2 separate regions of the Zea mays genome follow, and region 2 is linked to region 1. The links are chromatin contacts, called in public Hi-C maps. All regions are on one chromosome and are shown on one strand. Each heading gives the region's core, a stretch centred on a gene start, on an enhancer-like site or on the middle of the called end of the contact. The rest is flanking DNA. Distances are from core to core; before and after follow the strand shown.

What was found. A called contact is a pair of places that touch in the nucleus more often than the background predicts.
Region 2: a Hi-C map of leaf mesophyll shows a contact between it and region 1, with 5 times the contacts expected there. The contact joins the promoter of LOC100382099 here to the promoter of LOC100193598 in region 1. A contact is called at or near these places in 2 of 25 Hi-C or Micro-C datasets (bundle sheath and leaf mesophyll).

What each region holds. Positions count from the first base shown.
Region 1 is chr6:119,823,756-119,827,372 of Zm-B73-REFERENCE-NAM-5.0, reverse strand. It overlaps LOC100193598, which reads left to right and starts at 2,230. Exons shown (of 27, transcript NM_001358834.1): 1 at 2,230-2,574; 2 at 3,338-3,467; 3 at 3,565-3,617. The coding sequence starts at 2,469.
Region 2 is chr6:120,118,055-120,121,622 of Zm-B73-REFERENCE-NAM-5.0, reverse strand. LOC100382099 (Putative DUF1296 domain containing family protein) reads right to left here and starts at 1,506. Exons shown (of 11, transcript NM_001174860.1): 1 at 1,083-1,506; 2 at 430-473. The coding sequence starts at 1,296.

The sequences.
Region 1 (3,617 bases), core at 981-3,480:
TTTCAGTTTCGCCCTATTCACCCCCCCCTCTAGGCGACTATCAGTATGCGGTATGGTCCGGACACGTGTCGGCTCCGGACTCCCGCCTGGCCTTGATTAAGGCCTGGATATTTTTTGTCCCAGAATTCCGGGACCCTGCTATGAGTGGCCTGGACCCCACACAGAGGGGTCCGCATCCCATCCTAGGGGTCCGGTTTGCGCCCGTGGGGGTTCTAGACTTTACCCGGAGGTCTGGTCTGTATGTATAGGGGTCCGACACTTTCTCATGGGATCCGAACCCACTGTTGATACCTTGGAGTATATCATCTTCTCTGGTCACGTGGCGGCCCTGGAGCCGTCCACGTGGTGGGGTCGGGCGCTGTTCACCACGCGACTAGAGATAGCCGCGTGAATACCGCGTCTTTATACTGTAGTAAGGGGTACCCCTGTTTCAGGGTCCCGACAAATTTGTTAGGCAAATATGTTATCATATTTGAATTTGCTGGATTTAAATATGTTGTATGTGTAGTGGGCAAACAGGTATATCCGTGGATATCCATTACCTGCGGGTAACAGATGTGGATACTGTTTTTTATTCGTAGCGGGTAACGGATACGGGTTCAGATATCGAATATAAGTCGCGGATATGGATATCTAGAGACACTATCCGTGGATAGATTATCCATTGTCATCCCTATTCCTCATTGAGACCTGCAACGTGCGGATTTTACTGTTACCCGCACGTTACCGAGGCAAGGGCATTAACCCAATGCGCCATTTGGACGTATTTCATTATGATTTCCACTGTTCTTTGTGCGTTAACGAGGCATGAAGAGACGGGCAGAGGTGACACAACGACAACACCCACATAGACTACGCCGCAACCTACAATAAGGACTGCACACGTACTCCGATTAAGATGAAACAGGAACATAGGATGTCAGGAGCATGCGCGATGACCAAGAAGGGATACGCGCTCAGAAAGATCTAGCATTGTTTGCTCTATTAGGTGTTTCCCATTCCATATTGTAAATACTCTTAGGCCCACATGTCGGGTCTTGAACTCCCTTATAACGTGCCTCCCTTAGATTATAAATGGAAGTGCACTTGCTCCGTAGCAAAGGAGGTCGATTCACACTTAGGTCGCCCACTACTAAGTTCTCAGGCAATATAACTTATAGTGGAGGTACGATATTACTCTTTGGCAGCCTGAACTACTCTAAACACTTGTGTTCTTGTGTCCATCTGAAAGGCTAAGTAAAACAATTAAGCCTACTGGACCAGGCTCCGCCGCCCGGCCGGCGAGCTAGCAGGTACCCCTCCGAACGGCGGTGGTTGGGTCCGCATCTTCTTCCTTGCCTTCTTCCGCTTTGTGTCGACAACGAGGTCATAGGGGGAGTCTGCGGCTACAGGAACTCCGGGAGGCCGCAGCCAGGCTGCCATGGAGGCCGCGCTTCTTGGCACCGTCGCAGGAGCCCCCGCGCCCCTGAGCAATAGCCCAGCAGGGCCGCTGCCCGCTGGGAGCCTCCGCGCACACCCTTGGGCAGCAGGCTAGCAGCGCCGCCGGGGTCCTCCATGCTGGGGAACGAGATCCTCTGACGTGGGGAGAGGGCACTGCCGCGTGGTCCCCGCGTGCGGTGACCCTACTGCCCCCTGCAGTACGTCAGAGGAACCTCCTCCCCATGCTGAAAGGGAGCAGCGGATGACACTCCGCCTTCGCGCAGTCGACATAGCGGCCGGTGGCGTCGATTTTTTTTCTCTCTCTCGAATCGGGATGTGCTTCTGGGAGACGACGAGACGATACGGAGGCTTAATAACGGATGCAAAACGGGTCCCTATCCTACCCACATCGTTCTTTGTCCCTCGAACCAAATAAACAAACAATCCTATGCCCTGCAACAACCAATCTGCGAACTCCAAGCTAAACCAAACACGCCCTCTAAAACACAGAGGCGTGGTGGTCCACCTCCCCTCACAGCTAGCTAAGCATTAACCCAATCCAAACTCTGGAGGCCCCGCATGTCAGCCGTGCCATGCTCCTCGATCTATGACTCGAGTTCTACTGCTCCAGGCCAACCAGAAAGCGGGAGAAAAAGCACTGTAGATCATCGATGTGACGTCCCAGTGTCCTTCGCCCCCACTCTCTCTCGTCACAGGAAACACATTCTCTCTCTAGCGGCCCCCTCTCAAACACAAACAGCCATTCTCTCTCCCTCTCAAAACTCCAAACTAGAGCTAGAGGCCTACGAAGTAGTAGGAAGCTGCTGCTCTCCTCCATAGCCCCTACCCCCTCCCCTACGCTGCCACTCTATCGCCCAGCCATACAGCAGCTACCCCGCTGCCTGTCACTGAGCCAGCGCGGCGCAAGTGCGCAAAGCCGAGCGCGAGAACCCACGAAACCAACCCAGAGCCCCCATTAAGGCAGGCTCGCTGCAGCACGTCTCGCGCTCCATCGCCGCCTGTCCTCTTCCTGTAATGTCACTCCCCCGATGCCTGTGCGCAGCTCAGTGGCCATGACGACGACGGCCGCCCGTGCTCTCGCCGCCCTCGTGCTCGTCACCGCCGCCGCCGCCGCCGCCGCCGTCGCCGACGATGGTTGCCGATCTGTTCCGTTCTCTCTTCACCCGTTTCGCTTTCTTTCTTCTCTGGGAGTCCTCTTGTTGCGTACTGGGGAGCAAAGATTCAGGGGGGGCGGCTGGGTTCGTTAGGATTAGTATTTTATTAGCGCTGCAAGTACGCGCTTTTTGGAGGCATGGTGATTCGCTAGTGTTCTATTCCACCCCCTTTTTTTATTGCTGTAAGCCCGTAACCCGAGTCTTAACTTAATCCTTGTGAGCTGTGCCTCTTCTCATCTCATCTTCTTGCCTAGTACGAGCTTTTAACTATCCTGTCCATGTTTCAAAATGTGCTTACTATCTCTCTTCATGTTCGGTTCTGTTTATATGTGCCTTCTTGTGCTGCTTGTTGGAGCAAATGCTCAGAGCATCCTTAAATCGTTTGAGCATCCATCATTGTTTCTTCATTTGGCCCTTTCAGTGCTGGAAGCTTGGTTTCTGCTGCTAAGCCTTGTTCTATTCCTGTGTGGTTTTAGCTGTGTTTTGGTTTTGCCATCCTGATCCAGTTTCCTATATCTGAATGAATCCAAGCAACTTCATATTTCACCACCGTGTCGTATCTGTGCTTTCCAAATCTTGACGTCCCTCGCTTTCCTGCCTGCAAGCACTAATCCAGAATCCAACTACCACGTTACCCAACTCCCTTTCTGCGGAGATTCCGTTTGCCGAGAACTGTCTGCTCGGATTTCTACCACTCTGTAACCCGTTCTTTGTGCTAACGCGGCTGGCTCTGCACCTTCCAGGGGCGGCGCTGGTGGAGATCAAGAAGTCCTTCCGCAACGTCGGCAACGTACTGTACGATTGGGCCGGCGACGACTACTGCTCCTGGCGCGGCGTCCTGTGCGACAACGTCACGTTCGCCGTCGCCGCGCTGTAAGAATGGCGTCTCGTTAAAACTCTGCTCTTTTTTTTCCCCAACGACAGCGACGTGTGGCCACTGATCCGGGTTATGGCGCCAATGCAAATGCAGCAACCTCTCTGGCCTCAACCTTGAGGGTGAGATCTCTCCAGCCGTCGGCAGCC
Region 2 (3,568 bases), core at 257-2,756, 290 kb before region 1:
AAGCTTCATAATGTGCATTGCACACTTTAACAAAGAAGCAATAAACCTAACATGTTTCCTCAATTGATAGAGAACTACCTTTGTCTATTCATAACCGTGCTGAAAGCTCACACACACACAAGGAAAAAGGCAAGAGAGAACACGTAGAACAAATAAAGTGTTGTGGAATGCATGTCTTGTGCAAAAGCAATGTGTACGTCTCATCATATTTTACCTCTTTTGCTAGCCTATTGAGTGACTGTGTGCATGCAATTTAAGGGCATAGAACCCCAAATGTGACTTTTTGATTTAGATTGTTTCAAAACATCACAAAAAGCCTAACATTGCAAGATGAATATGTACAAGTATGCTATAAACAAAAAGGAAACAACTTCAGGTTTAATCCATTATTTTACCGTTGCACTGAAAATTTACCCAAACAGTGTATACCTCTTTCTTCTTGTCCCTTTTTCTTTTCACTTCGTGAAATGGATCTGCAAGTGCAAACGAACAACAAATTCTAAGCACAAAAAATAACATGAGAAGATTTACTACCGGAGGCAATATATATTGCAAACAAAGGCATCTGACGTCCAGCAAATAAGAGACATCGCACATATCAGCACCATACAAAAACACCAAAGATCATTTTCTTCTCGAAAAAAAAACATGGAGACCATTATAATATCTATTCTTATAGGCCCGTTACAACACACACCAGCAAGCAATAGTAAGCACTACCTTCTACAAAGTTGCAACATAGAATAGAACACAAAATTACAAGTAGCCAACAACTAAAGTTAACGACTTGGCCCTGCAAGAGTGCCATTATATATATGGACATCACTCGCTAATCAAAATCACGACCCTCGTGATTAGTATCAGTAATCAATAAACCACTAAACGCTGAGCCTCCCCCAAATCCCCATATCTCGAAAACCCTAGACTGTACACGGCAATCCCCTGCGCCCCCACGGGTGTGGCGGCAGAGCCGACCCAATGCAGCTCAGCGAGCGCCCCAAAACCCTAGCTCAAGGCACCGGTACGAGATCGATGGAGTCGAGGCGACCCCAGATCGGAGAACAGGGGAGAGGTAAGGGGACCTTGATTCAGCAGCTTCTGCGCCGTCTCGTTGGGGTCCATGTTAGACTCGCGGAGGGTGTCCAAGATGTCGGCGTCGGAGTGGCCGACGACGACCTCCTTGATCGACTGGATGGTGGACTGGATCGCCGTGGTGGTGGTGGTGGTGGTGGTGGTGGGCGAGCGCGCCGCCCCCGCCCTGTCTGAGCTGCGCGCCCCGCCGCCAACGCCAGCCATGCCCGCCGCGAGAGGGGAGATCGCCCGAACGCACGCTAGGACGGGGGAGCGGGTGGTGTTGGAGGCGCTGACGATCGCCGCCGGAATCGCATCAAACGACGCGAGGGCCTGGGTTTCGGGGGAAAGCGGGTTTGGGCTTTGGTTTGGTTGGAGTGGTTGGGGCCGGCCGGGCTCGGGTGGGCGCGTTGTTTTCCAAGGGAAATGGTTGCGCGACCTGCGAGGGCCGGTGGTCCGGTGGTGGCCGTTGTGTTGTGCTTGTGCACGAGTTTTCCGGCGGAGGCGGCTAGTGTGTCAGCGTGTGTGAACGCGGGAAGGGGTGCTCAAATGACGGATATATCCCTATCCCTACTTAGGAAATCCGTGAGCGTGGAATTTACGGCTTGAACCAAGTGGTAGGGGGGCGAGGGTGGAAGCGTCATCTTGAATGGCGGTAGGTTAATTCGATCGGTTTGGCAGAGAACGGACCTGCATTCTTGTTTGTTTTTCGACTCAGGCTCATTTTGTAGGTCGGGCCTGCGTACGTTGCACTTTAAAGGGCTGTTTGGTTTGATGCCTAACTTGCCACACTTTGCCTAACTTTTCTGTCTAAGGTTAGTTCTTCAATTCGAACGACTAACCTTAGGCAAAGTGTGGCACATTTACCCACGAACCAAACAGCCCCTAAATCCCACTTCTCCTAATTTTTTTTATGATAGTTACGCGCAGTTGGATAGGACGGTGTACACGATGCACGAAGGAAGAAAATGTTGTTTTATATTAGTAAAGACTATGTGAGTGACCGTGCGTTGCAACAGAAAAATGTATAATAACACAATAATTTATGTACATATGTGTGTTATATTGTTATAGATATGTGTTCATCCGTTGCGACGGAAGTAAAAGATTTGTATGAAACATTAATACAGAACGACAAACATCACTATATTATGCAAAATATGTGTGGAAAACATTATCAATATCACACAAATTATTTCTAAAAAGTTAATTTAAAATTTTTAATTACAGACAAATGTGTCGACAACTGTACACTAATCAGCTAATCCTTTTTAGCGATATCGATAAGTCTCTGTTGTATGTTTGTAGGGATGGCATATCGACACGAATTGTCCTCATAACTTAACAGATCAATCACAAAGTTTATTTGAAGAATCTTTGCATCCTACAAACAAAGACATAAGAGAACAAAACATATTATCTTGTAGAACGAGATAGCCGAATGTATGTTTTGAACACAAAACGAACGTACTACACTCACCCCAACAAATTTCATTCGTCTGTCATTCCCCCACATGGCCATAGCTTGTAGAACGAGGTAGCTCGTATTAAACCTATAGAATAATGTTTAGGCAACTATGTTTTATACAATGATTATCATAGAAAAAATTAAACTGCTGAGAAGGTGGTACGAAGAAAATACCCTCTTAAGTCAATTGGAACACCAGTCTGAATTATATGTTCCCACTTAAAGATATCCTCCGCCCATCTAGAACGTTTCTTACTGTAAGCAATCTTATATTTTTTGAGGCCATGATAATCGCTTCCGTGAATCTCTTGTATGGCATGTGTTTACACCAATCTTGAGTCGGTGTAAAGTCGATAAAAGTCACATGCTTTTTAACATGATCTATTACGAAAAGGGCGTGACATCTATTGAATTTCCGTGGCATAAAAACCTGCAAAATATCAGTCATTAGGATCCTACAACAGAAGTGTCCTTTATAAATACATTCGAAATGAACACATACTTACATATCTACAACTCGTGATATAATAACAATTAGGAATTTAACTTTTTCATCACCTCTAGATGCCTCTGGCTGTATAGGAGGTCCTTTATTTCGTTGGCTTACTTTACGACGCTTTCTACTTTTCTCGTTTTTTCAATGGGCATCGCGGCATATCTTTCTCTTTCCCGTTGCCTCTTACGTTCCTTAGCATCGACATTTGGACCAAGCGATTTCAATCCATTTTCATCAGCTACAATATAACCCTGTGTATTAGTGTTCCCCTACATACTACGTTTCAAACGTTAATCGACACACGTGTAATAACCTTTACCTATAGTAATGGTGTTTGAGATGTTTGTCAATGGTGTGTGACCATCATTATGTTCCATCTGATCTGTTTTTGTTGGTTCTCCGTTCTCCATAAAGAAACCCTATTATGGATAATGGAATGACTTAGTTAAGTTTTCACACAGTACTCTGTGTACAACCACAATTTAGTTCAATATATCTCTACTACACCTTAAGGACACAGTGAAGGCGTCCAC